Regions from separate parts of the Sus scrofa genome. Here regions 2, 3 and 4 are each linked to region 1. A link is a contact called in public HiChIP or PLAC-seq and promoter capture Hi-C data. All regions are on one chromosome and are shown on one strand. The core of a region is the stretch at or near the end of the contact, and the rest is flanking DNA. Distances in the headings are between cores, read along the strand shown.

The links. Promoter capture Hi-C pulls out the DNA fragments that hold promoters and counts their contacts. HiChIP or PLAC-seq counts read pairs in DNA pulled down with a chosen protein or histone mark.
Region 2: a promoter capture Hi-C map of liver shows a contact between it and region 1, with 2.8 times the contacts expected there. The contact joins the promoter of SENP5 here to the promoter of UBXN7 in region 1. A contact is called at or near these places in 2 of 5 promoter capture datasets (fetal liver and liver), 1 of 47 Hi-C or Micro-C datasets (liver) and 1 of 2 datasets of contacts at active chromatin or transcription factors (alveolar macrophages).
Region 3: a promoter capture Hi-C map of liver shows a contact between it and region 1, with 4 times the contacts expected there. The contact joins the promoter of PAK2 here to the promoter of UBXN7 in region 1. A contact is called at or near these places in 2 of 5 promoter capture datasets (fetal liver and liver), 1 of 47 Hi-C or Micro-C datasets (liver) and 2 of 2 datasets of contacts at active chromatin or transcription factors (alveolar macrophages and skeletal muscle).
Region 4: an H3K27ac HiChIP or PLAC-seq map of alveolar macrophages shows a contact between it and region 1. The contact joins the promoter of CEP19 here to the promoter of UBXN7 in region 1. A contact is called at or near these places in 1 of 5 promoter capture datasets (liver) and 1 of 2 datasets of contacts at active chromatin or transcription factors (alveolar macrophages).

The regions. Positions count from the first base shown.
Region 1 is chr13:133,687,228-133,694,903 of Sscrofa11.1, forward strand. It overlaps UBXN7 (UBX domain-containing protein 7), which reads left to right and starts at 2,556. Exons shown (of 11, transcript XM_021070161.1): 1 at 2,556-2,711. The coding sequence starts at 2,639. It also overlaps the pseudogene LOC100620593.
Region 2 is chr13:133,266,133-133,273,808 of Sscrofa11.1, forward strand. SENP5 (sentrin-specific protease 5) reads right to left here and starts at 3,336. Exons shown (of 11, transcript XM_005670099.3): 1 at 3,127-3,336.
Region 3 is chr13:133,380,379-133,388,054 of Sscrofa11.1, forward strand. It overlaps PAK2 (serine/threonine-protein kinase PAK 2), which reads right to left and starts at 3,128. Exons shown (of 16, transcript XR_002337855.1): 1 at 2,786-3,128.
Region 4 is chr13:133,415,170-133,422,845 of Sscrofa11.1, forward strand. CEP19 (centrosomal protein of 19 kDa) reads left to right here and starts at 4,848. Exons shown (of 3, transcript XM_005670114.3): 1 at 4,848-5,537. PIGX (phosphatidylinositol-glycan biosynthesis class X protein) reads right to left here and starts at 5,020. Exons shown (of 6, transcript XM_005670119.3): 1 at 4,819-5,020. The coding sequence starts at 5,020.

The DNA of each region.
Region 1 (7,676 bases), core at 1,306-3,805:
GAAAATACTCTTAATTAGGAGTTGCTTTCTTATACGCCAATGCTAAAATCTTATGGTTACCTTGATTTGACTTTTTTTGTTGTTGCTGTCTTTAGGGGTGTACCTGAAAGTTCCCTGGCTGGGGGTTGAATCAGAGCTGCAGCTGCCAGCCTTTGCCAGAGCCATAGCAACACCAGATTCCAGCCACAACTGAGACCTACACCACAGCTCACAGCAATGCTGGATCCTTAATCCACTGAACAAGGCCAGGGACTGAACCCAAGTCCTCGTGGATACTAGTCAGGTTTGTTACTGCTGTGCCACTATGGGAACTCCCAAGTTGTTTGTTTGTTTTTCATTTTAAGTTTTCTTTTTTATTCAAACGAACTGTTTTCAAGATTAATGGTTATTAGCAAATCTTGATGCAAGATAGAAACATGATACTTTAAATTACTTTTCAACTTCCTACAAACCATTTTAAAGTAAAAAAAACCTCTTTGGTACTAAGGGTTCTGATGTTCAAATTCTAAAAGCAATCCTTCATCTCAACCAAACTTGGTATTCCACCCTTTAAAATTTTTAAATGATATTTACATAATAAATATAATTTTAATCACTAAGCTCCTCCTCATCACTGAAGTACATGCTTTTCTTTATCCTTGGACGTCTTGAATCATCTGACGTTGAGGGACACCCCCCCACCCCCCCGAACTGGGTTTCTGCCTTTTTTTTCTTTTTTTGGCCTTCTTCAGTTTTGGCTTGCTGGAAAGCTATGGCCTAGCTGAGGCTGTCCAGAGTGGGATCTTCCCCTTCATCATCACTTTCTTCTGCTTCTTCAGTTTCTTCTTCTGGTTCAGGAATTTTCTGTCTTTTTCTTTTTCTTCTTTGCAGGTTCACGTTCTCCAAGTATATTTTTAGGAAGGCATAACTTAAGTGTTCACTTTCCCCACATTCATAACACTTGGATTTATCAAAGAAGTTTTGTCTTTGGATGAACTCAGCTGCTCTTCCACTGTCAATAGCAATGCTTGCTTTTATTACTCTACCAAATAATTGTTTTGTTGTTTATCGCCCTGGTACAATTTTGTGCAGAGTCTTTATCCAAAAATAAAATAAATGCAACCCCTTTACTCTTCCCGGTATCTTTACCTTTCATTATAGTAACCTTTACAACTTTGTCATACCTGGAAGATATCCAATATAAGTCATTGTTTGTCAGGGAAAAGGGCAAGTTGGATATATACACTGTGCTTTTACTTGGGGCTAATTCACCACTTATTTCTTCAGGTGGGGTGGACCGGGAGACCCAAAAAGAGTGAGCCCTGGGCTCTCGTGGGGCTCAAGCCTGTTCCTCACCCCTTGCAGCTGCCTTGGCATCACCTTGGCATCATGGGTCCTGGGAGGGGTCAGGTACTGGAGATAAGAAAGTAGCAGCAGCAGTCCAACTTGGTTATTATTATTATTATTATTTTGCTTTGTAGGGCCGCACCTACAGCATATGGAGGTTCCCAGGCTAGGGGTGGAATTAGAGTTACAGCTGCTGGCCTACAGCACAGACACAGCAACACAGGATCTGAGCAGCAACCTCGTGGTTCCTAGTTGGATTCGTTTCCACTGTGCCACAAAGGGAACTCCAACGACTTGGTTATTTTTTAAAAATTCACCCCAAAAACGCATTTACAGACTCTTAGAAGGGTCAATTCTCCAGATGACTTGTTCCACCTTTTATTGGGCTATTTCTCTATGTAGAGGCAATAAATGTGCATGGGAGGCTAGAATTGAAATTGAGTTTCTTTAACTTTATTCTTTTAAGCCACACTGGTGGCCTAAGGAAAATCCTGCCCGACAGGAGCCACAGCAGTGACAACACCAGATCCTTAACCCACTGTGCCACCAGGGAACTCCTCTTTAACTTTATTCTTAAGGTGGAGGATGACCAGATGCGAATATACTTTTTTTTTTTTTTTTTTTTTTTTTTTTTTTTAGGGGATACGGCATATGGAAGTTCCCAGGCTAGGGGTCTAATTGCAGCTACAGCTGCCGGCTTACACCACAGCAACGCCAGATCCGAGCCGAGTCTGTGACCTACAGTACAGCTCTAGGCAACGCTGGATCCTTAACCCACTGAGCAAGGCCATGGATCGAACCCTCAACCTCATGGTTCCTATTTGGATTCGTTTCCGCTGAGCCACGAGGGAACTCCGGATCTGTACTTTGATGGGAGTTGCAGGAAACCTAACAGAGGGCTATGGAGTTGCAAAAAAACAAAAATAAACTTTCATCCTCAGGTCTATCAATAAAGCTTGTGAAACTGAAACGTGAAGAGCCTATTACCTACCAAGCCCGAAGCTTACTTAGGAAACCCGTAACGGATATCGTGTCTATCAGACTGGCCTTGGAGCTTTAAGAGGAAGGCACCAGAAGTTGTAAAGAAGGATGCGGCGGCAGGCAGCAATCGAACAGCCAACCCGGAGAGCGGACAGCGCTCCGGGACCCATCTGGAAGTGCGCCTGCGCTGACTGTCCAGGGAGGGGGGCGGGGCGTGAGGGGCGGAGCTTGGGGGCGGTCAATGAGTCTGCGCAAACCGTGCGGCGAGGTGGGGGAGGGCGTTCCGTGTGTGTCTGTGTTGTTGTTCGGCGGCAGCGGCGGCGGCGGTAAGATGGCTGCCCACGGGGGCTCCGCGGCGTCGTCGGCGCTGAAGGGGTTAATTCAGCAGTTTACCGCCATCACCGGTAAGAGACGCGGTTACCGGAAGGTGGAGAGTGGGGCCTGGTGCGGGCGGCCGGTCTGACCCGGTCTTCCCTTTACCTTCAAGCATTCCTCCCTAGGGCTTTACCCTCAGCTCCCGTCCTCCCTCCTGAGGAAGAGGCGACGACGGCGTCGGGTCTCTGGGTTCAGGCGGGAGACCGCCTCCCCTCCCCCGCGCACCCCATGCGCTGGTTCTCGGTGTTCTCGCAGCGTAGAGGGAGACTTCCCCACCCCCTTTCAGCCCAGACCCAAGGCATGGGCCGGGCCCATCCGCCCCCGCTGGCCCGAGGACCTGGGGGCGGGAGAGGTGGGGGGCCGCACCCGGGCCACCGCCCTCCTCCTTCATCATCTCCTCTTCTCTGTGCAGCCCTGGGGTGCAGCACATGCCCTTACCTCCTTTTTCCTTTCTTCCCCAGCCAGGTCATTCTCCCCCAGTCCCTGGCCTGCCCTTCCCCTTTCTGGGCCCCTCGAAGCCATCGCTGTGGCCGTGGCTTGTTCGGGCCCTCCCGCCTTAACGGCGAGGCTGGTGCGTTAGCAGCGCCTTTACTGATCTCGGAGGATAGGCCGCCAGAAAGGGGTGGGGGGTTGCTGAGGAGTACCCTCCAGACTGAGGTTTGAAGAGAGGAATTGAGGGGGACCCCCCCCCCACCTGAATAGGAAAGGCCTGGAGGAACCCTTGGTGGCGTTTCCCACCTCCCCATAATAAAATCATAAAGACTAAGACGATGGCGCCGGAGCCTCCAGTTGATAAAATAGGAATGACGGCGGAAACTTCTTTGAGAGAAAATCAGTTTCTGGATGTCAGTGTCCCCCAAACCCCTGGTTTTTCTTTTCCTTTGGACCCCCGCGAAGGCACACGCAGATCCTCTTACTGCCTGGAGGAAAGGCCCCAAGCCATTCTGTGAATTCTCTGTGTCTTCTCTCTGATGGTGCTGAACTTTTTTTGCATGAGTTATTAGAGGGCGGAGCAAATGATGAAGTTCTCTGTGGAGTGATTTGAGAAAAGAGTACTCCATGTGCCTGAGTGTAATTTTGCCGTTCAAGCTTGTCATTTTAGGAGGTCAGTGTTAGTTCCCTCTCTTTAGCAGACCTATACTTTTTCTGGTAGTTTGTTAGATGCGGAGAACATTTTTTACTTTTCATGTATCTAGAGTTTGACGTGCAAAAATTGGTTAAATGAAATTTTATATTTTAACCATTGCTGGTTTGCGAGTTGCCATTTTATAAAGCTAGTTTTATTTTTTACTTGGTAACGGTAACTAGATATTTGATGCATTATTTAGCTCTTGGGCATGAAACATCATGTCAAAGTTGATAAAATTTGTGATAAAATTTGTAATAAAATTGGGATGAGGAATAAAATGGTAACTTCTAAAATATTTAAAAATTGTGATTGGACTGTTATATTAGAAATATAATGCATTGCCCAGTGTGTAAGCAGGTCATTATTATTGTGAAAATTAGGAAATTATTGTGTATATATGTTATTACTATATATATTTATAAAGCAGATATAGAAGTGATTATTATCTTTTTTTAGATTTTCTAGAGGTAGTTTAAGATGCTGCATATTAAAAATTTTTTTGTAATGCTAACATTAGGAACTCAGATTGTTTCAGCCTGTTATTTCTTAAATGAAACATTTTTGGTAGGTATAGACAAAACCTAAAATGTGGCAAGATGAAGTGACTCACTGAATTGCTTTAAATGTTTGTCTCTGCCAGTCTTCATGGCTTGTTTTCTGGTCCCAGACCCTTCTATACCTGAATCAAGTTGGAGTCCCTCAGTAGACAGTGGTATCTGGAAGTCTACAAAAGGGAAAACACTTTAGATTGTTCTTAATATGGATTTTCTTTCCTTCTTTCCTCACACTCTCCCTCCTTCCTTTCATCTTTGTTTCACCACCCCAGTGGCATGCACATGTTCCTGGGCCAGGGTTCGAATCTGTGCCACAGTGTTGCTGCAGTGACTACCCTGAATCCTTAACCTCTTGTACCACAAGGGAACTCCAATATGGATTTTAAATAATAATTTTTTTAAACAATAGTAATTAACTCTTGGAAACACGTGATTGATTCCTTCAGTTCTTTTCACATATCTTAAAAAAATTTGGAGGGATCTGTGCACATGAATTTTATTTTTTATTTATTTATTTTTTTCTTTGAACTACTGCAACCTGTGGCCTATGAGGTTCCTGGACCAACTGGTCCAGTTGGAGCTGTAGCTGCAGGCCTGTACCACAGCCATAGCAATGCTGGATCTGAGCCACATCTGTGACCTGTGCTGCAGCTTGTGGCAACACTGGATCCTTAGCCCACTGAGTGACGCCAGGGATTGAACCCACATCCTCACAGACACTATGTCAGATTCTTAACCCTCTGAGCCACAACAGGATCTCCACATATTTACATTAAATTGTAGTATTTATGACAAAAAGGTATTTGGTATTTATTCATTGCTAGATGAATGAAACTGACTTTTAAGAGTTTCAGAAAGGTTTTGCTTACTTGGAAGCTCAATATTCTGTTAAGAGCAATGCATTTTCAAAAATGTAAGTCTTATCTTTTCTGTGACATTTAGAAGTAGAAGAGAAAATGAAAGAATTTTCTCACTAAATAGAACAACTCTCTCTGAGTATATATGAGTATGAAGTAATGACTGGCTTTAAAAATATTAAAAAGATAACAACATGAAATAATTTTTTTAAATTAAAAATTAAAAAAAATTTTTTTTTCTGTGCCTGAAGCATGAGGAAGTTCGCAGGCCAGGGACTGAACCCTCACCATAGAAGTGATCCTCACCACATCAGTGGATCCTTAACCTACTAGGCCACCAGGGAGCTCCAACATGAAATAACTTTGAAAAAAGGAAACACTAATCCATTCTCATAATAGCAGTATTATTTATTTCACATATTATCTTCTAGTTCTTATTTACATACTTACTTTTATTTCTTGAATTATTTTAAAATTATTTTTACATTTCGAATCATACATAATTTAGAATTCTGAAATTTTCATTTAACATTATTACATCATAAACATTTTTCCCATGATTAAACGCGTTGATAAGCAAATAGCCAAGGGAAATTAAGGTTTTTTTGTTTGTTTGTTTGTTTGTTTGTTTTTGTTTTTTTTTTTTTGCTATTTCTTGGGCCGCTCCCGCGGCATATGGAGGTTCCCAGGCTAGGGGTCAAATCGATGCTGTAGCCACCGGCCTACGCCAGAGCCACAGCAACTCGGGATCTGAGCCGCGTCTGCAACGTACACCACAGCTCACGGCAACGCTGGATCGTTAACCCACTGAGCAAGGGCAGGGACCGAACCCACAACCTCATGGTTCCTAGTCGGATTCGTTAACCACTGCGCCACGACGGGAACTCCTGTTTTTTTTTTTTTTAATGATGGTCTTAGAGGTGATCAAACTGAGAAGCTATGTACTTTCACCACTGATGCCATTAACATTATTTGGGAGTTCCTGTCGTGGCGCAGTGGTTAACGAATCCGACTAGGAACCATGAGGTTGCGGGTTCGGTCCCTGGCCTTGCTCAGTGGGTTAACGATCCGGCGTTGCCGTGAGCTGTGGTGTAGGTTGCAGACGCGGCTCGGATCCCGCGTTGCTGTGGCCCTGGCGTAGGCCAGTAGCTACAGCTCCGATTCGACCCCTAGCCTGGGAACCTCCATATGCCGTGGGAGCGGCCCAAAGAAATAGCAAAAAGACAAAAAAAAACCCCATTATTTGAAGCACATAGAAAACCGGTCCTGTTACTTTATAGTCTGCCACATTTTACCATATTACTTAGTTTGCTCTCCCATGATGTTCTCATACATGGCTTTGAATGACTGCTGACTACTTTCAGAAGTCATATCAGTTCTCAGAACATGAGAATGTGCTGCTGGATCAGAGTGTAATTCCAAAAGAATGTTTTTTTTTAAATGTTTTGAACCATGGCAGTATCCCGTTAACACCTACTTGAGTTGACATCCAGCTACTCGTACAAAATAGATATAATGAGAATAATTCATGACATAAGAGATACATAGATGCTATAGAATAGGTAAAAATAAACACACAATCAGAATGTAGGGCCAAAATGTGGGAGAATAGAAAGCAGAGGCTGAGAAGAGTACGAGAGGTTGCTAGCATAGCATTCCGTAAAGCTTTATGCATAGTAGATGAAATTATGGAACCACTTTAGTTTAATCTTTCTTTAAAATTGTTGAATGAATGCATGTTAAAGAAATTAGAAACTCTAGTGTGTGTGGTGTTTGGTTTTGTGGCCAATTTCCATTCATATTTTTTCTACAATACAATTTTCTTGGGCTAGTATTAAAATGTGTTTAAGTTCTGTGTCAGGAAAGATAGTTGCAAGTGGTCTAGATATTAAAAGAAAGCTCTTCTAGAATTGTTAGAACTATTTTAAAGGGTGATAATGAAGTTTGAGCAGAAATTTAGGGAGGTAATAAATTTTTTTATTTGTGAATAGATTCTTACTAATAAATTCGGTTTTATTAATAGACTTCCATGTATCAGGCATGGTTGAGATCCTGGGGATACTTCCATGAGCAGGACATGGTGTCTGTCCTCAGAAATGCTTCATGGTTAATGAGAATATAGACACCTTAATAAGTATTGTAATACATTGGGATAATGGTAAGCAACTATTATAGGAGCACAAAAGAGGGAGGTCTTCTTCCCAGAAGAAATAATTTCTTAGCTAAGACCTGCAGAAGAGGTATTTTTGGTGGGAGAAACATGTGCAACCTGGAGGAGAGAAGAGCAGACATCCACACATATAGAGAGAAGAAAAGAGAGACAATAGGTGAGGGAAATGAAATAATTCCAACTGAGTAGAGCATAGCTTGTGGGGGATGCAATGAATTGGGCTGAAGAGATAAAGGGTTATAGATTATGAAGGACCTTGTAACCCATCTTAAGAAATCTTAGCT
Region 2 (7,676 bases), core at 2,086-4,585, 420 kb before region 1:
ATGTGAAAATGACATAATTTAAGTGTACAGCAGTTCCTGTCATGGCTCAGTGGTAATGAACTCCTAGTAGCCATGAGGAAAAGGATTCTATCCCAGGCCTCACTTAGTGGGTTAAGGATCTGGCGTTGCAGTGGGCTGTTGTGCAGGTCACAGATGCGGGGATCTGATGTTGGCTCATGGCAGTGCAGGATTGATCTCCAGACTGGCACAGTGGGTTAAGGATCCAACATTGCCACATTGTAGTGCAGGTTGCAGCTGCGGCTTAGATTCAGTATTTGGCCTGGGAAATTCCATACACCACAGGTGGAGCCAAAAAAAAAAAAGGCCAGAAGATCTAAATAGACATTTCTCCAAAGACGACATACAGATGGTCAAAAGTCACATGAAAAGATGCTTAACATCACTAATGAGAGAACACAAATCAAAACTACAACGTGTTATCACCTCACACCAGAGAGAATGACCATCATCAAAAAGTCTACATACAATAAATGCAGGAGAGGGTGTGGAGAAAAGGGAATCCTCCTACACTGTTGGTGGGAATGTAAATTGGTACCACTACTATGGAGAGCAGTATAGAGGTTCCTTAAAAAACTTGTAATAGGGTTACCATATAATTCAGCAATCCCATTCCTTGGCATATACTCTGACAAAACTACAATTTGAAAAGATACATGTTTTCCAGCATTCACTGCAACACTATTCACAATATCCAAGACTTAGAAGCAGCCTAAATGTCCACTGAATGGATAAAGCAGATGTGGAACATATACACAATGGAATATTACTCAGCCATAAAAAATGAAATAATGCCATTTGCAGCAATATGTATGGACCTAAAGATTATCATAATAAGTGAAGTATGTCAGACAAGGACAAATATCATCTATCACCTATATGTGGAATCTTTAAAAAATGTAAGCTCCCACTGTGGCACAACCAGTTTAGGATTCCCACAGGTGGCGGCATGGGTTTGATCCCTGGCCTAGTAACTTCCGTATGTCACAGGTGCAGCTCCCCCCCCAAAAAGAAAAAAATGATATAAATGAACTTATTTACAAAACAGAAAAAGACTCACAGACTCTGAAAACAAACTTATAGTTACCAAAGGAGAAAGATCAGGGGGTGAGGGGAGGGATAAATTAGGAGTTTGGGAGTAAGATATATACACTATTAAATAAAACAGATAATCAACAAGGATCTACTGTATAGCACAGGGAACTCTACTCAATATTCTGTGATAACCTACATGGGAAAAGGATCTGAAAAGAATCGATATATGTGTAACTAACTCACTTCACTGTACACCCAAAACTAACACAACAATGTTAAGTGAGCTACACTCCAATATAAAATGAAATGAAATTTGAAAAAATTAGGAAGGCATAGAAGGTAATAAACTACTTGGGCACGATGCTTCATCTAACACATATCTCTGTGTTAATAAAATATGATCTACACCTGCCTTTTCAAACCATGAGTATCACCTGAAAAGCTTTTTAAAAACCACAAATACCTAGGTCCCATTTCAGATCTATTAAGGTAGTGTTTGAGCACCTGAGGTTTTAACTCCCCAACTGATTTTGATGCCCCTCCAGGTTTTAGAACCACTGAATTAGATGACCCTCAAGGTCTCTTCCATATCCATGACTTAAAATTCCAAATTGTGTCAAAGGAACTGAATGAAGACTGCGCTTCATCATGCTCCACTGAGCGTAATCATGTTCCAATGAGGAAAGGCAAGTATCCTTAATTTATCTGACTAAGCAATTTTAAGAACAGGTTCAACTCCCACAAGTCACTGACTGCATCTTCCTTTCCTCCTCCCCAAACACTTCTCTAACTTAAGGTCTATTAAACCTCAGAGAAACCAATGTTTTTCTCTCACTAATAGAAAGGTTATCCCCTCAGATTAATTTAGAGTTGTAATGTCCAGCCACTCAGAGAATTCAAGTTCCTATTTACTCTCTGCACATGTTCAATCATCATGAAGAAATGTCTTAAAGGCAGAGGGAGGAGTCCTCAAAAAATGAAAATTCCTTCTAAAGTGGGCCAAGGTGTGAATGACGCTCCTCCCAGCTTTTCTCCTAGAAAGGGCCTACCAGCTATGTTGAGAAAGGAGTAAAACTGAGTTAGGTCACACCTTACATACCAATAGTGTGCTATCAAGAAGTATGAGACAGCTGGATCACCAGGAGAAACTGATTTCTTTCTAATGCTGCCCAATCCAAAGCAGAGACTGCAGTTAGGTTTTAATCACACAAGATCCTGGTGTCTCGTCCAGTATCCTTCACCATACCAAGCTTAGTTACTCTGGGTAAAAGACATAATTAAGAACCTACCACTAAATGTGCTCGTTATTCTTAAACTGAGTTTAACCTGACTCCCAACATATTTCATGATTAACCTTCTGCTTTCTTCATTTAATTCTCCCAACTAATTTATACAGGTATAAGAAAGTTCCATACTACATGGATTAAAAAGGTCTATACGAGATTAAAACCACTACCAAATGGCAGGCCAGGATTTCAACTCCGCTCTTCTGCTTCCAAGTCCAAAACCCTTATCTCCTAACATCCTCTCCGGACCCCTCGTCCTCCCAAAGAGTGGTCGTACAGTGGAACGAGGGCTGATATTGCCCAGTATAAACAGAATGGAAAAGCAGGTTTCCCACCACCCAAACATTCAATTGTGCCATACCGGTTCACTAACAGGGTCCCAAGAGTAAGAAGGAAGGAACCAAAAGCAGGAAGGAAGCAGAAGTGTCCGAACAAATAAAACCCAGGACGGCAGGAGCCTCCATCAGCAGCTCTTCCTCTCAAAGCTTCTTCCCCCGGCTACAGGAGCGTTCGGGGGCGCTAAGCTCTCTCCGCTTCTGCGCGGTACACCTTGGACTGGAGAGGAAGCGAGGAGGGTAGCAGTCTCTCGAGACGAGCTCCTTCCCCACCCCCAGAAAGGCACGGCAAGCCCAGTGAGAAATCCGCTGCCTCTGGTTCGGCAGTGGGTGAAGAACAGAGCTCGAGGCCTCCAGGCCGGGATGCTGAGCTGGCGCGCACTGGCGCGGGAATGGCCAGCAAACCTGGTCGGTAAGTCATTAGCTGATTTGACACCCACGCACCACCTTACCTACGTCCCTCGCTGCCGGCACTTGCTCCGCCGTAGGTCCAGATACTGCGGCGGCTCCGACTGTGGCCCCGCCTTCGCCGGCTTTAGGGGAAGCCCCGTCAGCCAGGAGGTGCCCGGCCTGCTCACAGCGGCCACAGCCGCCGAGCTTCCTCTGGAGCTGCAGCCGCGACGCCGGCGCTCACTTACATCGTCACCTCCTGCTGTGCCCTTCCGCCTCAGCCCCGCCCGCGCCGCGTGCAGGGGGCGGGGAGCGAGTGGGGGCTTGGCGCTGGGGGCGTGGCTCCGCCTTCCGACTGCTTCCGGCGGCGCACAGCCCTCCTGCGATGTCTTTCGGCAGCTCTCCTCTGCTAGTGACTGAGATCCGAGCTCGCTCCCCAACCCCGCGCCTCCCTCCCAGCGCGTGAGGACTGTAGAAACTGCGATCTGGAAATTGTAAAGCGGGTTTGAGACTTCTGTTCAGTCTGCTGCCAAGTTTTTAACTTCCAAAGGGCTAAGGCAGACCACAGTTACTATAATGGTGCCTCCCTCCGCTAATACTTTTTTGCCAAAAGCAGGGGACCACTTTCCTGCTCAGAATGCACTTTGAGGCCTGCCCCAGGTTTTTCTTCTCCGTTTTCCCTTGGTGATCTTTCCTCTTCGCATTGTGATGTGCCTCTTTGCCTCTGCCCCGCCTCTCCTCAACTCAGAACACTTCTCTTGGAGGGCAAAGCTCGGACTTATTCGCCCTTGTAGCCCCAGCCGCCACTGAATCGTGACTGGCCTACAAGTGTTTAGTAAGTCTGTTCAAAAAACTTACTATTCTCTTTCTGAAGAGAGAGGAAAGTGACCTAAGCCTAATATGTTGAAGCACTACTCTTTCAACAAGCATTTTTAAAATGTGAACATGAAGTAGTCTCTCTTGCAAGCCCTCATTCTAATTGTGCGAAGACATAAATAATTATAATAGGATATCCTGACAGGTAGAAAATCTTTTTTTAATTTTTTGAAGATGTTTAATTTTCCCATTATACTTGATTTACAGTGTTCTGTCAATTTAACTGTAAGCAAAGTGACCCAGTCATATGTACATACATACATTCTTTTTCTCACATTATCCACCATTATGTTCCATCACAAGTGACTAGATACAGTTCTCTGAACTATACAGCAGGATCTCATTGCTTATCCATTCCAAATGCAAAATTTTATTTTTTCAGTTTCAATCTTTTCGTTGTTTCGCTGTTATCTATAATAGCCCTTCTTAACAATTTATTGTATTCTGTTCTTCCTAAGGCACTTTTTAACCAAGTCTTTCTTATTATTTTCTTACTGTGATCTATGTATATCATAGATTCAATCAGTTCTAATTCTACCTTTGGTCAATTCTGCTTTTAGGGGTTTTTTTAAATTTGATGTTTTATCATATCAACAAATTCTTGATGTGTTTAATTTGGAAGTGAAACATTCTCTTTGAATTCAATAAATTAAATTTCTTTACTAAATTCCTTTTTTTGAGGGGTAAGAATGATGGAGATTTCAAGTGTCTTGATTTTCTATGTTCTTTTTTATTTTCTGGAAAACATTTTTTCTTTTTTCTTTCTTTCTTTCTTTCTTTTTTTTTTTTTTTTTTTTTTTTTTTTTTTGTCTTTTTGTCTTTTTGTCTTTTCTAGGGCTGCACCATGGCAAATGGAGGTTCCCAAGCTAGGTGTCTGTCTAATCAGAGCTGTAGCCACTGGCCTACACCACAGCCACAGCAACAGCAACGCAGGATCTGAGCTACGTCTGGGACCTCCACCACAGCTCACGCAATGCCAGATCCTTAACCCACTGAGCAAGGCCAGGGATTGAACCCAAAACCTCATGATTCCTAGTCGGTATTCATTAACCACTGAACCATGATGGGAACTCCTATTTTTTCTTTTCTCTCTCTCACAATTTTATGCTGTTGAAATTTTTTGCCTTTCAGTTATACAGTTATAGTAAAGATATGTTTGGTTTTATTTTAAAATTTTCTTTTTAGATGTCATGAGAAATTTTGATTTAAATAGCCACAATTCCCCTCAAGTGTTCTTAGGAAAAATAGTTCATTTGTTTTATTTATTTATTTTTATATAAATGATTTTTATTTTTTTCCATTATAGCTGGTGTACAGTATTCTATCAATTTTCTACTGTACAGCATGGTGACCCAGTTACACATACATGTATACATTCTTTTTTCTCACATTATCATTCTCCATCATAAGTGACTAGACATAGTTCCCAGAGCTACACAGCAGGATCTTGTTGCTTATCCATTCCAAAGGCAATAGTCTGCATCTATTAATCCCAAGCTCCCAATCCATCCCACTCCCTCCTCCTCCTCCTCCCCCAGGTAAGAAATATAATAATAGCAGATTTAGGGTGGAAGATAGGTTCAATTGGGCCATATTCGATTTGGAATAGAGTGGAGACAGATACTATGGAATACCAAGGGTGGGGTGCTGGGAGCCTTGTGCCCCAGTTACAAGCAATAAGTGTGTTCATTGACTGTAAAGAAGTCATTATATATTTTAAAAAATAAAATCGGAGTTCCCGTTGTGTCTCAGTGGTTAACAAACCTGGTTAGCATACTCGAAGACACGGGTTTGATCCCTGGCCTCACTCAGTGGGTTAAGGATCCGGTGTTGCCGCATGCTGTGGTGTAGGTCACAGATGCGGCTCAGATCTGGCGTTGCTGTGGCTGTGGTGTAGGCTGGCAGCTACAGCTCCAATTGGACCCCTAGCCTGGGAACCTCCATATGCCACGGGTGCGTCCCTAAAAAAAGACAAAAGACCAACAGATAAATAAAATTAAAAAATAAAGTTGACTACAGTGTGGTTTGTTTTTAATTATCTCCTGTCAGCAAATTCAAACCAATGTCAGTGATAAAATACTCATTTCCAAACAAAAGCTTTTCTTCGTGTTGTAAACAATTGTTGTAGATATTTTTGAGGTTCTGTTTGTTTTTGTTCTTTTTCATTTTTGGCCACCCCAAGGCATATGAAGCTCCTGGGCCATGTGTCAGATCTGAGCCACAGTCATGACCTAAGCTGCAGTCATAACCTAAGCCTCAACTGTGGCAACACTGGATCCTTAACCCACTGTCCCTGTCTGGGGATGGAACCTGGGTCCAGTGCTCCCAAGACATCCGTCCTGTTGAGCCACAAAAGGAGCTCCATTACTGAGTTTTAATAACATGTCTAAGCTCAGACTGGCACATTGCCTGAGTTTAAAAGTAAGTCTTCTGAGATATCCACTTGCAGCCAAGATGGAATAACAAGAAATCAGATTTACTCTTCCAACTGAAAGTTAAAAAACAAACAAAAAGGAGTTCCCCTCATGGCTCATTGGTTAACAAACCCAACTAATATCCATGAGGATGTGGGTTCGATCCCTGGCCTTGCTCAGTGGGTTAAAGATCCAGCATTGCCATGTGCTGTGGTGTATGTCGAAGCCGAGGCTTGAATCCAGTGTTGCTGTGGCTCTGGTATAGGCTGACTGGACCCCTAGCCTGGGAACGTCCATAAAGAAGACGAAAAAAATATTATGAAACCCCAGTTAAAGACATTTGACATAAGACAAAGAAAAATGGTGATCCCTGAGAAATGGGCAATAAATGGGGTGAGACCCTCAAATATGCCAGTTTACTGCCTGGCCAGAGTCTCCAGGACAATTATAGGTAAGGAAGACCAGGAGGTGCCTGGTAGTCTCCCTGAGTTGACGGAAAGAAACAGGTAGACTGGAAAGGCCAAAGCAGCTAGCTACCTCATGAATACTAGTTGGAAACTTAATCCGCTGAGCCGCCACGGAAATTCTTTTTTTTTTTTTTTTTTTTTTTTGCATTTTCTGGCCGACACCGTGGCATATGGAGGTTCCCAGTCTAGGAGTCCAATCGGACCTATGGCTGCTGGCCTACACCACAGCCACAGCAACGCCAGATCCGAGCCACATCTGCAACCTACACCACAGCTTGTGGCAACACTGGATCCTTAATCCACTGAGCGAGGCCAGGGATTGAACCTGCAACCTCATGGTTCCTAGTTGGATTCGTTTTTGCTGTGCTACAATGGAACCCCTTCGGTTTGATTCTTAACCTACTGCCCTACAGCCGGAACACCCATCTTTTTTTCTTTTGATGCTTCAGTTTGAATGTTTTCTGCTGACCTGTTTTTGAGATTATTAATTTTACAGTCTCCAGTCTGCAGTCAAATCTATGCACAGTGTTCTTTTTTTTTTTTTTTTGTCTTTTTTGTTGTTGTTTTTTTTTGTTGTTGTTGTTGCTATTTCTTGGGCCACTGCCGCGGCATATGGAGGTTCCCAGGCTAGGGGTTGAATCGGAGCTGTAGCCACCGGCCTACACCAGAGCCACAGCAACGCGGGATCCAAGCCGCGTCTGCAACCTACACCACAGCTCACGGCAACGCCGGATCGTTAACCCACTGAGCAAGGGCAGGGACCGAACCCGCAACCTCATGGTTCCTAGTCGGATTCGTTAACCACTGCGCCACGACGGGAACTCCACTGTTCTTAATTTTTAATATCATGTTTTC
Region 3 (7,676 bases), core at 1,878-4,377, 310 kb before region 1:
CTAACATCTATTAAGCATTTAAGCATTGCATTTGCTAAGTACTTTCCCTGCATTATATCATTTGCTTTAAATAGCCCTATGGAGATGTATTATACTGTTATTAATCCTCACTTTACATATTAAAAAAACCCCACACATCTTAAAAAAGATGTGTGTATCTTGCCTGGGGTCAAGCAGAAGAGCCAGGATGGTCTCCAGCTCCTAAGCACTTGTGATACACGGAGCGGTAAGTACTAGTGTACCTTAGAGATAATAGGCTAGGCCTCTGAAATCTGGCCTGAATGTTCAGACCGACTATTCTTATTCAGGTTAGTGATCCTAAAATGAAGAAGCAGTGAGACTCAACTCCGTTCCCAGAAGAAAACAAAATTCTTTAAGGCAACAGGGGCTATTTTCTTCCACCTCTTTCTGTTTCTACCAAGGTACAAGAAGGTTATAAGGGTCAACCCAGATCTGCACCTTAACACCCCCTCTCCCCCCTGCCCCGTGGTCTGCAATTAGCCCTCTAACTGGAAGGCCTTTTGAAAACTGATCAGAACCCCAAATTCTTAAAGACTTGAACAAGGCACAGTTTCACGTTTTTAATCAAAACTAGACAATTCAGAAAGCCAAAAGAAATGTTACACTCAAATATTAGGTTAATCAATATTGACAGATTAAACATGGGGAGAATTTAATACCTACTTATTTTATCCCTAGCTGTCTGAACAAGGTCTCTCTTTTAAAATAATTGAAAGTTTATCCTTAGCCACTTGGACAAGTTCTAAGTTTTCTCTTTAAAAAAGTGTAATTGAGAAGACATATATATCACTGATGACCATGTCTACTGGAAATCTGCTTATCATAGAAATGAGAAAACCAAAGAAACCCCTATTCATTTGTTTTGTGGACAGACTCCTACCACAAACTTACTTTATGAATTTGGGTTTCCCAGGTTAGTACTTAATGTCACAAAGCCCCAAAGAATAACCCTCTCTTTGAATAATGGTAAAGTAAACTAGGAATCAAGGCCCCAACCTAAGGGGAGAACACCCAGAACTCTTCCCAAGTAAAAGTATCTGCTTACAGAAAGAACTGGCAGAGAGGCTGACTTCAATGGACCTTGTTTCACACGCCAGCACTTCCATACCTTAACCCCTTAGGCCAACAAGGCACGTCACTGAAGTAAGGACAACAGACACCACCAATTTGACAATAGTGAAGCTTAGGACTAAGTCGTTTAGGTAACAATAAACTAGTGAAAACACAAAATTCACTGAATTTAGGTCAACCTCCTTCACCAAAACCTGAAAGTGGGGTTTAATACCTCCATATATTACAGGTCAGAAACATCTTAAGGTGCATTTTTCATAACGTAAGTCAGTGTTTTGGGCTAATTAATAACCAGAAAGATTTTAAAGCTAAGGATGAAAGGAGTTGCCTTAAATCAATACCCTTAGCAGAAGAACATGAACAAAGCTTTTCATTCACATGCATATTTTTTAAATACACATATATAAAACATGTAGAAGTTATTATAAGTGTGTTTTATAAATGCCGCAGAGCTTCTGGCAAAGTTGACAAGTTCTAACCTGCTTTAAAAATTACTATTCACTGCCTTCATCACAATCTAACTTTATTTAATGTTATTCTTTTGAGTAACCCTACAAAAACAAACCCCCAGAGCAAATTCTTCTACATTTCAATATCCTGCCTACTTACAAGAGCGGAAGAGTCAAACAGAGGAGGGGAAAAAACGTGACGTGCACAACCTTGATCCAAAACACTGCTCGTCGTAGTCTAATTTTAGGCCTAACCATTTTGATTGTCTTTTAACAGAGCTTTAAAAAGAAAACAAAAAACTATAGATCACTTGTAAGACAAAACTGTGATAATTATACCAATGGGAGTTGGCATTATTCATCAAGGAGGAAAGAAATCACGCTCTCACTGTCCAGAGTGTTTCCATTAAAGATAAGAGACAAGGACGGGTACAACCCCACGACAACTGACAACAATGGCAATTGCTTTCCAATCTTCAGTTCTTGGATGACTCTATCTTTAAAGAATTAGTCAAAAAGTTGAGTCCGCTGAGGAATTTTCGGTACCGTTTTGCATGTGTGTGTTATTTTAAAGAAAGCCAAACATGGTGAAAGCTAACCTTCACCTAAGTTACCTAAGGAAGCAAATATTCATCTCCTGGCTGAAGATCAAAGAATCACGAGAAGATACGAAAGCTCAGTTATCAAGCGGAGGCCCTCAAACCCTCGGAAAACTATAGTTTCTACTGATCCGGAATATGGAAGATATCACAGATTACAGTTTAGAAACCAGTAAGGGGACTACAGACAATATGCCTAAGCAATGAAACTGGGATGACCAAAGGTAGCAAGGTGGGGCTGGAACTCGGTAAGAGACAAAAAATCGAGTTAAAAACCCCGAAACGGTGAGTCGAACACTAAAGTAAATGGAGAAAAAGAGAAGGCTGAAACGCGAGGGAAGGGAGATCGACAGAGAGCAGAGATTGGCGCGACACGGTTCAGGGCAGGGCCGGGTCCAGGAAGAGTCAGAACTCACCAGCCTAGCAAGCTTCCCATTTCAGGCTAAAACCGGAGAAGAAAACAGCCCGAGGGCGCAGACAATGAGCCACCGCCCCAAGAGTTGCCGCTCCAGGCACGCAGGTGGCGGCTTCCCGGCCCCGCGCGGGGCAGGTCAGCTGCCCCGGGCCGCTCGCGCCGGCCAGGCCGCGGAGAAGGAAGGAGGAAGGAGAGCGACGGCCCGCGTCCCGGCCTGTCTGCACACTTACCCCAGGCGAGGAAAGGTCCCCGCCCCAGCGAGGAGCCTCCGGCCGAGCTCCTGGCGGGATCAGGAGCCGCCCCGAGCAAGAGAGCGACGCGGGGCGGGGAGGGGAGGGAAGGGGAAGCGGGGCGGGAAGTGGAGCCGCGCTGGAGCGCCGCGGCTTCTACTGCTAGGCCGGGCGGCCGCCGAGCCCCGCGGGCGCCGGGAGGGGAGGGCAGGGAGCCTTCGGCAATGGCGACGGCCCAGGCCAGAGGGGAAGCGGAACAACCGCTGCCGCTGCGCGTGGCCACAACCCTGGGGGAGGGCGACGGCGGGGAGCGGGCAGGGGCGGGGCCGAAGGCGGGAGCTCCACCGGGCGGAGACAGGCACCGCCTCCCAGTGGGCAGGCAAACGCGGAGGCTGCTGGGAGTTGTAGTTTAGAGATGTGTGCCTCTTATCTCTCTTCTTTTCCTCCCTCCCTCCATCTCTAGTATTCTTTTTATTGACAGAGACAGCCAGTGCCTCGTGTAATTCAGCATTGTCTCCACTCAGGTCTGTGCCAACCAAAGACGCTGAAAGACAACTGTTATTATATGAACCTGCTCTAAGACATTTGTTTCTGGGAATTCATCCGTTACCCATTTTGCCCTTTACCTACAACTCTTATTAATGTATTTTGGTGCTAAATTAAGTCGCGCCTCCTTGCAAATTAATGCCTCTGTTTTATTCATGGAGGAGGAGGAGTTCATCAATGTGTTCACTAATTCTACAAATATTTTGGTGTCTAATTTGTACCAGACACTGCTGGGTATCAGGAATACAAGGGTGAACACAAGTCACTTTGTGTAACTTACAAATATGAAAACACAATAATTAAAATAGTGATACCTGGTATGAAGAAAAAACTAGGATGATTTCTTTGGATAAGTTGGCCAGAGAAGGCATCTTTAAGGAGGTGACATTTAAGCTGAGAACAGAAAGAGACAGCCATGAGAAACTCCCAGGAGAAAGCATTACAAGCAGAAGGAGGTGGGGGGGGACTTTCTAAGGTCAGTTAAGAGGGTCTGTGTAACTGGAGTTAGTGCAAGAAGAGTAGCGCAGTGTGAAAAAACACCTGAGGAGACAAGATTCAGGTCAGAGAGGATCCTGAATGACATGGTAAGAAGGCTGGATTTTATTCCAACAAGCTATTAAAGAGCTGTAAGCAGGGAAGGAAGGTTTCCTGGTTTATACTTTAAGGTCACTAGATTGCTACATGGAGAATGGACTCTGGGTTTTCAAGAATAGAAGGGAATGAAGAAAGGAGGCAGTAATCATGACTGTCATAAGAGATAGCAGTGAAAATGGAGAATGGGTATGTTCTTTTGATAGATGTGAAGCAAAAAACTCAACTGATGTGGAAAGTACGAGAGAAAAGATTCAAGGAGCAATATGGCACACTATTAGATAACTTGAAAAACAGCCCCCACTATTAAAAACACATTGCTGGATAAAAGAGAACATCCTTTCAAAGGCATAACTAAGCTTTTAAGAAAGAGAAGTACCTCTGACAGATTTCCAAACTCCCACTCAACCCAAAGGGAGAGCAAGAAATTGGAGGGGTAAGCATGTCAGTGAAGCCAAAGTTGTGTTGAAAGAAACTACTTATCTCAAATCTCCATGGTTTTACTGACTGCACAAGAGACAAGAGACCAAAGACAAGGCCTTGGCCCTGTTCAAGGAGTTGGGACTGCAATCCTGCACAAGGCTGGAAAACTCAAAGGGCTATATGCTCCAAGAATAGACTGGAAGGGAGTTCCCGTCGTGGCTCAGTGGTTGGCGAATCCGACTAGGAACCATGAGGTTGTGGGATCAATCCGTGGCCTTATTCAGTTGGTTAAGGATCTGGCGTTGCTGTGAGCTGTGGTGTAGGTTGCAGACGCGGCTCGGATCCCGTGTTGCTGTGGCTGTGGCATAGGCCAGCGGCTACAGCTCCAATTTGACCCCTAGCTGAGAACCTCCATATGCCGAGGGAACAGCCCTAGAAAAGTCAAAAAGACAATAAATAAAAATAAATAAATAAATAAGAATAGACTGGAAAAAAAAAAAAATCCCCTGTACCAGTCCAGGGAGACATGCAGATATCTGTGTGTTTTAGTCTGGACTTGGCATCAAAGGGAAAAAAAAAATTACCCTTTGGAATTCAAATTTGAAAGGTCAAATTTACAGTACCTACACTGTCTGGGAAACCTCAAGTCAAGAAAGTGTCCCAGGCTGGTAATGCTGAGAGGTCTGGAAGAAACAAATACAAATTCTCACTGCACAGGCTCATTCTTAATCCAGAACTGAAAGGATTCCCAGAGATAAACAGGCTATCAAGAGTTAGACATAAGGAGTTTCTGCTGTGGCACAGTGAGTTAAAGATCCACCATTGCTACAGCTATGGCATAGGTCACAACTGTGGCTCAGATTTGATCCCTGGCCCAGGAACTTCCGTAATCCATGGGTGTGGCCAAAAAAGAAAAAAAGAAAAAGTTAAACATGAACATCCAAAAAATAATGACAACACATCTGAGAAAATCAGCCATGAGTGAATCAAAAGAAACCATAAACAGAATAATGACACCCATGAACTTTAGATAGTTTATATTCCATAACCTATAATTCCAATGTTTCTTAAAATGATTAAGCAAAGTAAGACAGGAATAAGAAACAAGACATTTTCTTTTTTTTTTCTTTTTATTTATTTTTTTACAAGACACTTTTTTTTAGGGCTAAACCCACGGCATATGGAGGTTCCCAGGCTAGGAGTCAAATCGGAGCTGCAGCTGCTGGCCTACACCACAGCCACAGCAACACCAGATCTGAGCCACATCTGTGACATACACCACAGATCACAGCAACGCTGGATTTAACCCCCTGAGCGAGGCCAGGGATCAAACCTGTGTCCTCATGGATACTAGTCAGATTTGCTTCCGCTGAGCCACAGCAGGAACTCTGAAAGCAAGACACTATTTTTTTAAATGACAAAAGAGCTTTGAAAAGGAGCCAAGCAGAACTTCGAGAAATAAAGAATATAATAACTGAAACCAAGGTCAATGTTTGGGTTAAGTGGCAGATTACATACAGTTGAAGAGAGAATTAGTAAAATGGAAGCTAGATCTAAAGAAATTATTGATAGCAGCCCAGAGACAAAGGAAATATGAAAGAAAGATTGAGAGGTGGGTTAGATTGTGAAGGTATTCCATCATTCCTAATGAGAAACCCAAGTAAGAGAGAAAAGGAAAATCAAAAGAGGTAGTTTATGGTGAGATAATGGCAGAGAATTTTCCAGAATTAATTTAAGGCAAGAACCTTCAGATTCAAAAGGCAAAGTGAATCTCAACCAGGATAAGTGAAGGAAATCTTTTCAAATACAACAAAGTGAAACTGCAGGATACCAAAGATAAAGAAACAAGAAAGAAAAGACATCTCTTACCAGGAAACAACTATTAAATTTAGCATAGATTTCTCAACTGCAACAATGGGTACCATCTGACAATGGAAAAATATTTTTAAACTATCAAGAGAAAATAAACTTAGAACTATATACCTCACTAAACTATCAGTCATAGAAGTGAGGGTGAAATAAAGATATCATCAAACAAAAGCAGAGATGTTACTAACCACAGGGAGTTACTGAAGGGGCATCTATAAAAGATATACTTCAGGAAGACGGTAATCCCAGAAGTAATGTCTGAGGGGCAAGAAATCAGAGAGATGGCTAAACCTACCATCCTATCACTGACTAGGACAATCCTGAAGAGCATACTTACTCTACATTATTTCATTCTCTCAACTTACCCAAATCCTATATTCAATTACCTGCCAGTAGTATGTTTTATAAGTTTGGGGGAGGTCACAGAGAGGTCACCTCACCATAAATTCTTTGATTCCATATCATAGCAATTAGCATCAATCATCAAAATATAAATGAGTGTCATGAAATGAATAGACTATCTGACTAGAATAATCCTTGAATTCATTATATTCTGAAATAATTAGAGCAGAAATATACATTCCCAGTTCCCAAGCCATACATGTACTATCCTCTATTAGATGTAGCTAAATAATCTAAGTTTCTGGTAAATGACTGAGATACACACACACACAACAAAGTCTGCCCCCACCACCACCCTTAGTTGAAGGAGCATATGTCTCTGTTATTTTCATCCAAAGAACATTACATGATACTTTGAGAAAAATAAACCATAAAAGTTGAAAAAAATACTGGAACACAATGACCAGGAAAGAACAGTACCCATTTTTTCTTGGCTATAAACAAAAAGAGACCACACACAGAATTCCAAAACTGATTTTTAAAAACTAAAGTGCTTATTCATTTTTTTTCTTTTTTGGTCATGGTATATGGAGTTTCCAGGCCAGGGATCAGATCTGAGCTGCAATTGCAACCTAAGCCACAGCTTCGGTAATGCCAGATCCTCAACCAACTGTGCCTGGCTGGGTATCGAACCTGCATCTCAGTGCTTCCAAGAAATCGCCAATCTGTTGTGCCACAGTGTGAACTCCAAAAGTGCTTATTCATTTTTTAAGTATCCAAAGAAGATAATATAAAGAGTTCAAAACCAGAAATGTTCTATTATATCAAAAGTGATGTCATCTGCAACCATTTATCAGGCAAGAAAAATCCTATCAAAGTATCTTCACTCACAATGAGATCTTTATTACACTTCTGAATACCTATATAAATGAGTCAATGGCTGAATCATCTGATAATTAGTTTCAAATTAGTTTCAAATACTAATTTGGAAACCTTTAAATACAGATAAAAGCAGGAGTTCCCATCGTGGCTCAGTGGTTGGTAAATCTGACTGGGAACCATGAGGTTTCGGGTTCAATCCTGGCCTTGCTCAGTGGGTTGAGGATCTGGCATTGCCGTG
Region 4 (7,676 bases), core at 3,598-6,097, 270 kb before region 1:
TGGAGCAAGGAGTTTAGGACATCCCTTCCCCCCAAACAGAAAAAAACTGAAGTTTACCCCCAAATCCGCTGTTCCTGGAAGTCTGTAAAGAGGCAATAGCCCTTCTCAGCTGTACTCTCATGATACAGGGCATTGAAATGAACCAAGAAGTAAAATGAAAAAAAAAAAAAAAAAAAAATCCAACCATGGTGGGGGGAAGTATCCAGCACTGCCGTGAGCTGTAGTGTAAGTCACAGATGTGTTCAGATTCTGTGTTGTTGTGGCTGTGGTGCAGGCTAGGGGCTACAGCTCCGATTGGACCCCTGGGAACCTCCCATAGGCCTCGGGTGTGGCCCTAAAAAACAAAACAAAAAATATATGTAGAAGCACTTCGAACAGGGCCAACCACAACGCAAGTGCTCTATGTAAGTGTTTGTTATTTATATTACTTTATTTAAGTGATCCTGGATACCAAAAAGAAGATACTGGCCAAAGAGCCAGGAAATTTCAATTTTTTTTTTCTTTTTTCAGCCTCACCCATGGCATACGGAAGCTCCCCGGCCAGGAACCAAATCCTACCTATGCCACAGCTGTAGCAATGCTGGATCCGTAACCCACTGCACCTGGCTGAGGATCAAACCTGTGCCTCCACAGAGACAAGCTGGATCATTAACTCACTGCACCACAATGGGAACTCCCAGGAAAACTCAATTTTAATCCTGGTTCCCTGAAATTGAGTATCAGATACAAATTAGCAACTTCTATATTCTACCATCTACATGTAGAAAACTGAGAAAATGGTACATTACGTCTGTGGAGACATTAGAAGGGTTTAAAGAAAAAACAAAAACTGGAGGCCTTTCAAAGGTTCAAAGAGTTTCTTAATAAATTGAGAATAACCAGAGATCTCACTATACTGACTCCATGTGGAAGTCAAGACATTAAAACTATTACTCAGGGAGTTCCTGTCATGGCTCAGAGGTTAACAAACCCAACTAGTATCCATAAGAATGCGAGTTTGGGAGTTCCCGTCGTGGCTCAGTGGTTAACGAATCCGACTAGGAACCATGAGGTTGCGGGTTCGGTCCCTGCCCTTGCTCAGTGGGTTAAGGATCTGGCGTTGCTGTGAGCTGTGGTGTAGGTTGCAGACGCGGCTCGGATCCAGCATTGCTGTGGCTCTGGCATAGGCCAGTGGCTACAGCTCCGATTCGACCCCTAGCCTGGGAACCTCCATATGCTGCAGGAGTGGCCCAAGAAATAGCAAAAAGACAAAAAAAAAAAAAAAAAAAAAAAAAAAAGAATGCGAGTTCGATCCCTGCCCTTGCTCAGTGGGTTTAGGATCTAGCATTGCTGTGAGCTGTGGTGTAGGTCTCAGATGCGGCTCGGATCCTGTGGTGCTATGGCTGTGATGTAGGCTGGCAGCTGTAGCTCTGATTCAACCACTCGCCTGGGAACCTCCATACACTGCAGGTGCAGCCATAAAAAGACAAACAAAACAAAACAACTTACTCAGGAGTTCCTGTTGTGGCTCAGCAGTAACAAACTCAACTAGAATCCCTGAGGATTCAGGTTCCATCCCTGGCCCTGCTCAGTGGGTTAAGGATCTGATATTGCCATGAACTGTGGTGTAGGTTGCAGATGTGGCTCGGATCTTGTGTTGCTGAGGTTGTGGTGTAAGCCAGCAGCTGCAGCTCCAATTCGACCCCTAGCCTGGGAACTTCCATACCCTGAAGATGTGGCCCTAAAAAGAAAAGAAAACAAAAAACTACAAAAAACTGTTACTCAGTGTCAGCCTCATAAAATTAAAAATTCAGCTAATCATCACAAACTCTGTCCAGGCATCTTGCTATGGAATTTTACTCCACTTTCAAAAGCTGCAAGTGTGTGAGAAGAAAATTAAAACAAACACACAGAAAGCCGTATACTATTTATGTAGCCAAGTCCATTAGATATTATTCCTGAGATTTTTTTTTTAAATGACACGGAGATGGAAACATTTGAAATATACAAGGGAAGGAAGGGGGAAGGTATGAAAAATAAAATTTACTAAATAATATCTATATGACAGATCCTCTACTTGGGGCTTTCATATGTATTTTAACTTTCACAACCTAGCAAAATAGGCAAACAAATTATTGCCATTTGTACATAGGAGGAAACTCTGACTTATAAACAGTTACTGACTGTCTAGATCATAAAACTAGGTAAAGTGACTGATTAGAAACAAGATTTGCCTGACTTTTAAAGCCTAAGATATTTCCACTCTCCTAGCTATTTAAAGAAATCCTTAATTGCTTTGGAGAATCATACACCATCTTTTCCCAAATAACTTTATATAAGAATATCTCTTGCATAAATCCATGTTTCTTCAATGTTTGTTTGTTTATTATTTATTTATTTATTGCAACGTAATGGAAGTTTCCAGTGGTCAAATCAGAGCTGCAGCTGAGGCCACAGCCATGACAACACTGGATCTGAGCTGCATCTGTGAACTACATTGCAGCTTGCAGCAATGCCAGATCCTTAACCTACTGAGTAAAGCCAGGGATTGAACCAGCATCCTCACAGAAACATCAGGTCCTTAATCCACTAAGCCACAATGGGAACTCCTCAATGTTTAATTTTAATGGAAGTGGTAAGGGCTCACATCTCCCTATAAATTATACTGGAAATAAAGGTCAGATTAACAGGATTAAATTCTATTGGAATATACACTAGAGAATAGTAAATCTCATTCATCTTGTCGTGGTAGAAAAGCTAACTTACAAACAGTAGAGCAAACACTAGATTATTTATGATTTTTAAGGCAAAAGTACCATTTTCAAAATCAATTTGTTGCATCCGAATTCACCTTCAAGATTTTTTCCTCTTAAATATTACTTTACTTGGGGAGAGGAAGTGGGATGGACTGGGAGTTTAGGGTTAATAGATGCAAATTACTACATTTGGAATGAATAGACAATAAGGTCCTCCTGTATAGCACAGGGAACTATATGCAATCTCCTGGGACAGACCATGATGTAAAATTACATATATATACATATATGAAATATATATATATATAAAAATTTTTTTGGTCTTTTTGCCATTTCTAGGGCCATACCTGCGGTATATGGAGGTTCCCAGGCTAGGGGTCTAATCAGAGCTGTAGCCGCCGGCCTACACCACAACTCACAGAAACACCAGATCCTTAACCCACTGAGCAAAGCCAAGGATCGCAATCTCATGGTTCCTAGTCGGATTCATTAACCACTGAGAGATACTGGCACATTATAAATCAATGATACTTTGATTTAAAAAAATTTAAATATATTACTTGGTTATTGTGGCCTAAACTGGCTCTGAAAATTGACTCATTTTTATTTATTTTTTAGGGCCACACCCCACACCCGTGGCATATGGAGGTTCTCAGGCTAGGGGTGGAATCGGAGCTGTAGCCACCGGCTTACGCCAGAGCCACAGCAACGTGGGATCCGAGCCTCGTCTGCAACCTATACCACAGCTCACAGCAACACCGGATCCTTATCCCACTGAGCAAGACCAGGGATCAAACCGGAAACCTCACTGTTCCTAGTCGGATTCATCTGCACTGCGCCACGACCAGAACTCCCCAAAATGACCCATTTTTAATCACAAAATGCCATTGTTGGAAGAGCCTTTTAGATATCAGTAAGTCGAGTGTTTAAAAATTCTTTTGGGCCTAATAATCCTCTCTTCAAATAAATTTGGGACTTAATATGGAAACACAAAAAAGTAGAACTGGGGAGTTCCCATCGTGGCTCAGGGGTTAAGGAACCTGACTAGTACCAATGAGGATTTGGGTTTGGTCCCTGGCCGAGCTCAGTGGGTTAAGGATCCGGTGTTGCCATGAGCTGTGGTGTAGGTTCCAGACGCAGGTAGGATCCCACGTTGCTGTGGCTGCAGTGTAGGCCAGCGGCTGCAGCTCAGGTTCGACCCTAGCCTGGGAACTTCCATATGCTGCCAGTGCAGTCCTAAAAAGACAAACAAACAAACAAACAAAAGAGCAGAACTGCACTGACTGACAGGTACTAATCTAACACTTTCCTTTTACTGATGGAGAACTCACCTGGTTTTTACTGACTTTCTCTATCAAACGTCATCCCTTTATTGTAATTACTACTGCACATATCCATTTTCCCTACTACACTGCAAGCTCCGCAAGGGCTGGATACACAGCACCTAGCACAGAGCTCCTGCCCACGGACTTGGGCCCAAAGAAGGGTATCAACTCGCTTAACCCAGCCCTGAATCAGAAAGACACCCCAGCCCAATACGGTCTATCAGTAAAATGTTTTTAAAACGAAGCTAGTTGTCCTCCCCTTTCCACGCCTCGCGAACCTCTATAATTCTAGATTGGGATTCTCACACTGAGGCCCTTGCTGGTCCCCTGGTGGTCAGAAGCTTCATGCATCCCAAGAGCATTAAGACGCTTCACGACGGTACTACCTGTACAATGTTTTAGTAATAGTGAGGCCAGTCCCGTTTCAGAACGCCAAAGCCTGACTCTCTAGAGAACCAGAAGCCACGCAATCGGGGCAGCGGATAGGCAAGAGGATTTCGGCCTCTTTCGCTTTTTTTTTTTTTGGCCGCCCCGCCAGGGATCAGATCCGAGCCATAGTTGCCACCTACGCTGCAGCTGCTTGTGACCTTTGTTTTTAACTTTGTGCAGCTCAACCTACAGTTCTAGTGTCGCGAGCCAGGGGAAAGTGAAATACCTCTGCAACCGTGGAAAGGAGAGGACACCGGATCTCAGCCTGCTCCCTACCCGCTCAGCCCTAAATCCCGCCCCCCACCCCGAAGCCCCGCCCCTCCATTTACCAGCGTCGGTGGGGGCCGTGCTGAAGACTGGGTCTGCAGAGGTGAGCCCAGCCACCTCCCAGAGGAAGAGCCAGGCCACGGCCCGGCCGGCTACAGCCGCGGTAGCCAGGACGCCGGAAACGCGCACCTGGGAAGAATGCTCGGGGACCAAATGCGGTCGTGAGAACCTACACAAGCCTTGCTCCGCTCCTAGAGCGCGCTGTCACAGAGTTAGCGACCTGAACGGAAGACTCCCTCCGCGCACGCCTGCTGTCCCGCTCTTGCTCGGCTCCCGGGAGCCTAGGCCCGCGAAAGTTCCGGCCTCGCGGCAGGCAATGGCCCCGCCCCCTCGCCGTCCACGCCCTCGCCCTGCTGGTTGGGGGCGGGGCGAGGAACAGCGCAAGCGCCGTGACATGCGCCCGGGCTGTTGCTTTGGGAATCTCTTGGTGGTCTCAGCCCGACCCGGGTTCCCGCACGTTGTTCAGCTAGTCGGCTAGCCGAGCTCTCTGCGTCTTTCTCCACTTGCAAGTGTTTGCGGATGCGGTCCTCCTGCTGAGGATTTCACCCTACAGTCACGTCTTTGGAGCTATGGCTGTCGCCTTTCTGCAGCGCCAGGCTCTGCCCGGCCCTCAAAATTAAATTTAGAACTCTTCTGTGCAATGCGGTTGGGGAAAACAACCTGCTTGCGGAGGTTTTAGACGTTGGCCTGCAGAAGACGCACTTTCTCTACGTCTCTATGGGTAGGTAAGAACATCAGCCTTGCCCTAATGGGGACGTGGGTAGAAAGAGGGTCGTCTACCTGATGGCAAAACCCGTACACTTTTAAGTTAAGATTTTGCCCGTCATTGATCCCTGGAGAAAGGGATTAATGTCCAGGAAGAAGAGCTGAGTAAATATGTCCTTTGTCTTATGGATTAAATCTATAAGCAAAGTAGAGAGTATCCAATGCAGATTGGAGCAGAACAGAGAGCTCTAGGACAGATGTCTTAAAGAGGGAAAAGATGTCAGAAGATATTACCTACAACTGAAAATAGCAGTGTAAGCATGCTGTTAAGAAATATGGAGATAAATTTTGGAAGAAACGCTTAAAAGAATTGAAACTATTTTCCTATTGGAGAGGGGAAGGGCAGAGGACCACAGTTTTTTATTATACGCCTTATGGAATTATATTACGTTTAAACAGAATACTAACATTACTTAGTAAAAATAAAAGTTTAATTGTAAAAAGAAAAGAGTATAGTCAAAAAACTACATTACTGAATATCATGTGAATACATCTTTTTTTTTTTTTTTTTGTCCTTTTAGGGCTGCACCCTCGGCATATGGAGGTTCCCAGGGTAGGGGTCCAGTCGGAGCTACAGCTGCTGGCCTACTCCACAGCCACAGCAACTCAGGATCTGCGAACTTCAGCATAGCTCAGGGCAACACCATACCCTCAACCCACTGAATAAGGCCATGGATTGAACAACATCCTCATGGATACTAGTCAGATTTGTTTCTGCTGTGCTACAACAGGAACTCCCATCATTTATTAACATAGCTACTTGCTTGAGTGTGTGGAATTTATATTGTGCTCAGTAGGATCTCCCAGAAAATTTACTAACAGAACAGATTTTAGTGAGGTGAACTGGGAGTAGTATTTGTTTAAAAGAAGAAGAGGAGTTCCCATCGTGGCACAGTGGAAACGAATCCGACTAGGAACCATGAGGTTGTGGGTTTGATCCCTGGCCTCGCTCAGTGGGTTAAGGATCCAGCATTGCGGTGAACTGTGGTGTAGGTTGCAGACGTGGCTCGAATCTGGGGTTGCTGTGGCTATGGTGTAGGCTGGCAGCAACAGCTCCGATTAGACCCCCTAGCCTGGAAACCTCCATTGTGCTGTGGATGCCCTAAAAAGACAAAAGACAAAAAAAAAAAGAAGAAGAAGAAGAAAGAAGGGATGGAGTGGGATCATTGTGTCAGATCAGAGGCAGAGCTCAATAATTTGAAAAAGCAGTTTTTTATATATGATCCATTTCCTAAGAGTGAAAATTCTTTTTTTTAAATGATTTTTTATTTTTTCCATTATAGCTGGTTTATAGTGTTCTGTCAATTTTATTTCTTTCTTTTTTTTTTTTTTTCTTTTTGTCCTTTCTAGGGCCGAGACAGCATATGGAGGTTCCAAGGCTAGGGGTCTAATCCGAGCTGTAGCCGCTGGCCTATGCCACAACCACAGCAACTCTGGATCCAAGCCGTGTCTGCAACCTACACCAGAGCTCACTGCAACGCTGGATCGTTAACCCACTGAGCAAGGGCAGGGACCGAACCCAAAACCTCATGATTCTAGTCGGATTTGTTTCCGCTGTGCCATGATGGGAACTATACAACAAAGTGATGCAGTCACACCTACATATACACATTCTTTTTCTCACATTATCCTCCATCAAGCTCCATCATAAGTGACTAGATATAATTCCCAGTGCTATACAGCAGGATCTCATTGCTGATCCATTCCAAAGGCAATAGTTTGCATCTATGAATCCCAGATTCCCAGTCCATCCCACTCCTTCCCCCTCCCCTTCCCCCTCAGCAACCACAAGTCTGTTCTCCAAGTCCATGAATTTCTTTTCTGTGGAAAGGTTCATTTGTGCCATATATTAGATTCCGGATATAAGTGATATCATATGGTATTTGTCTTCCTCTTTCTGACCCTAAGAGTAAAAATTCTCATGACCAATAGTAAGGGGTGAATGATAGAGATTATGGTATATCCATAGGACAAAACATCTGCAGTCATAAAAATTTGCATTTTAGAAAGACATTTAATGACAAAATTACATAAGCTGTTAAATTTAAATGGCAGGAAATAGGTATAATATAAAAAACATATTGTAGCTAAATAC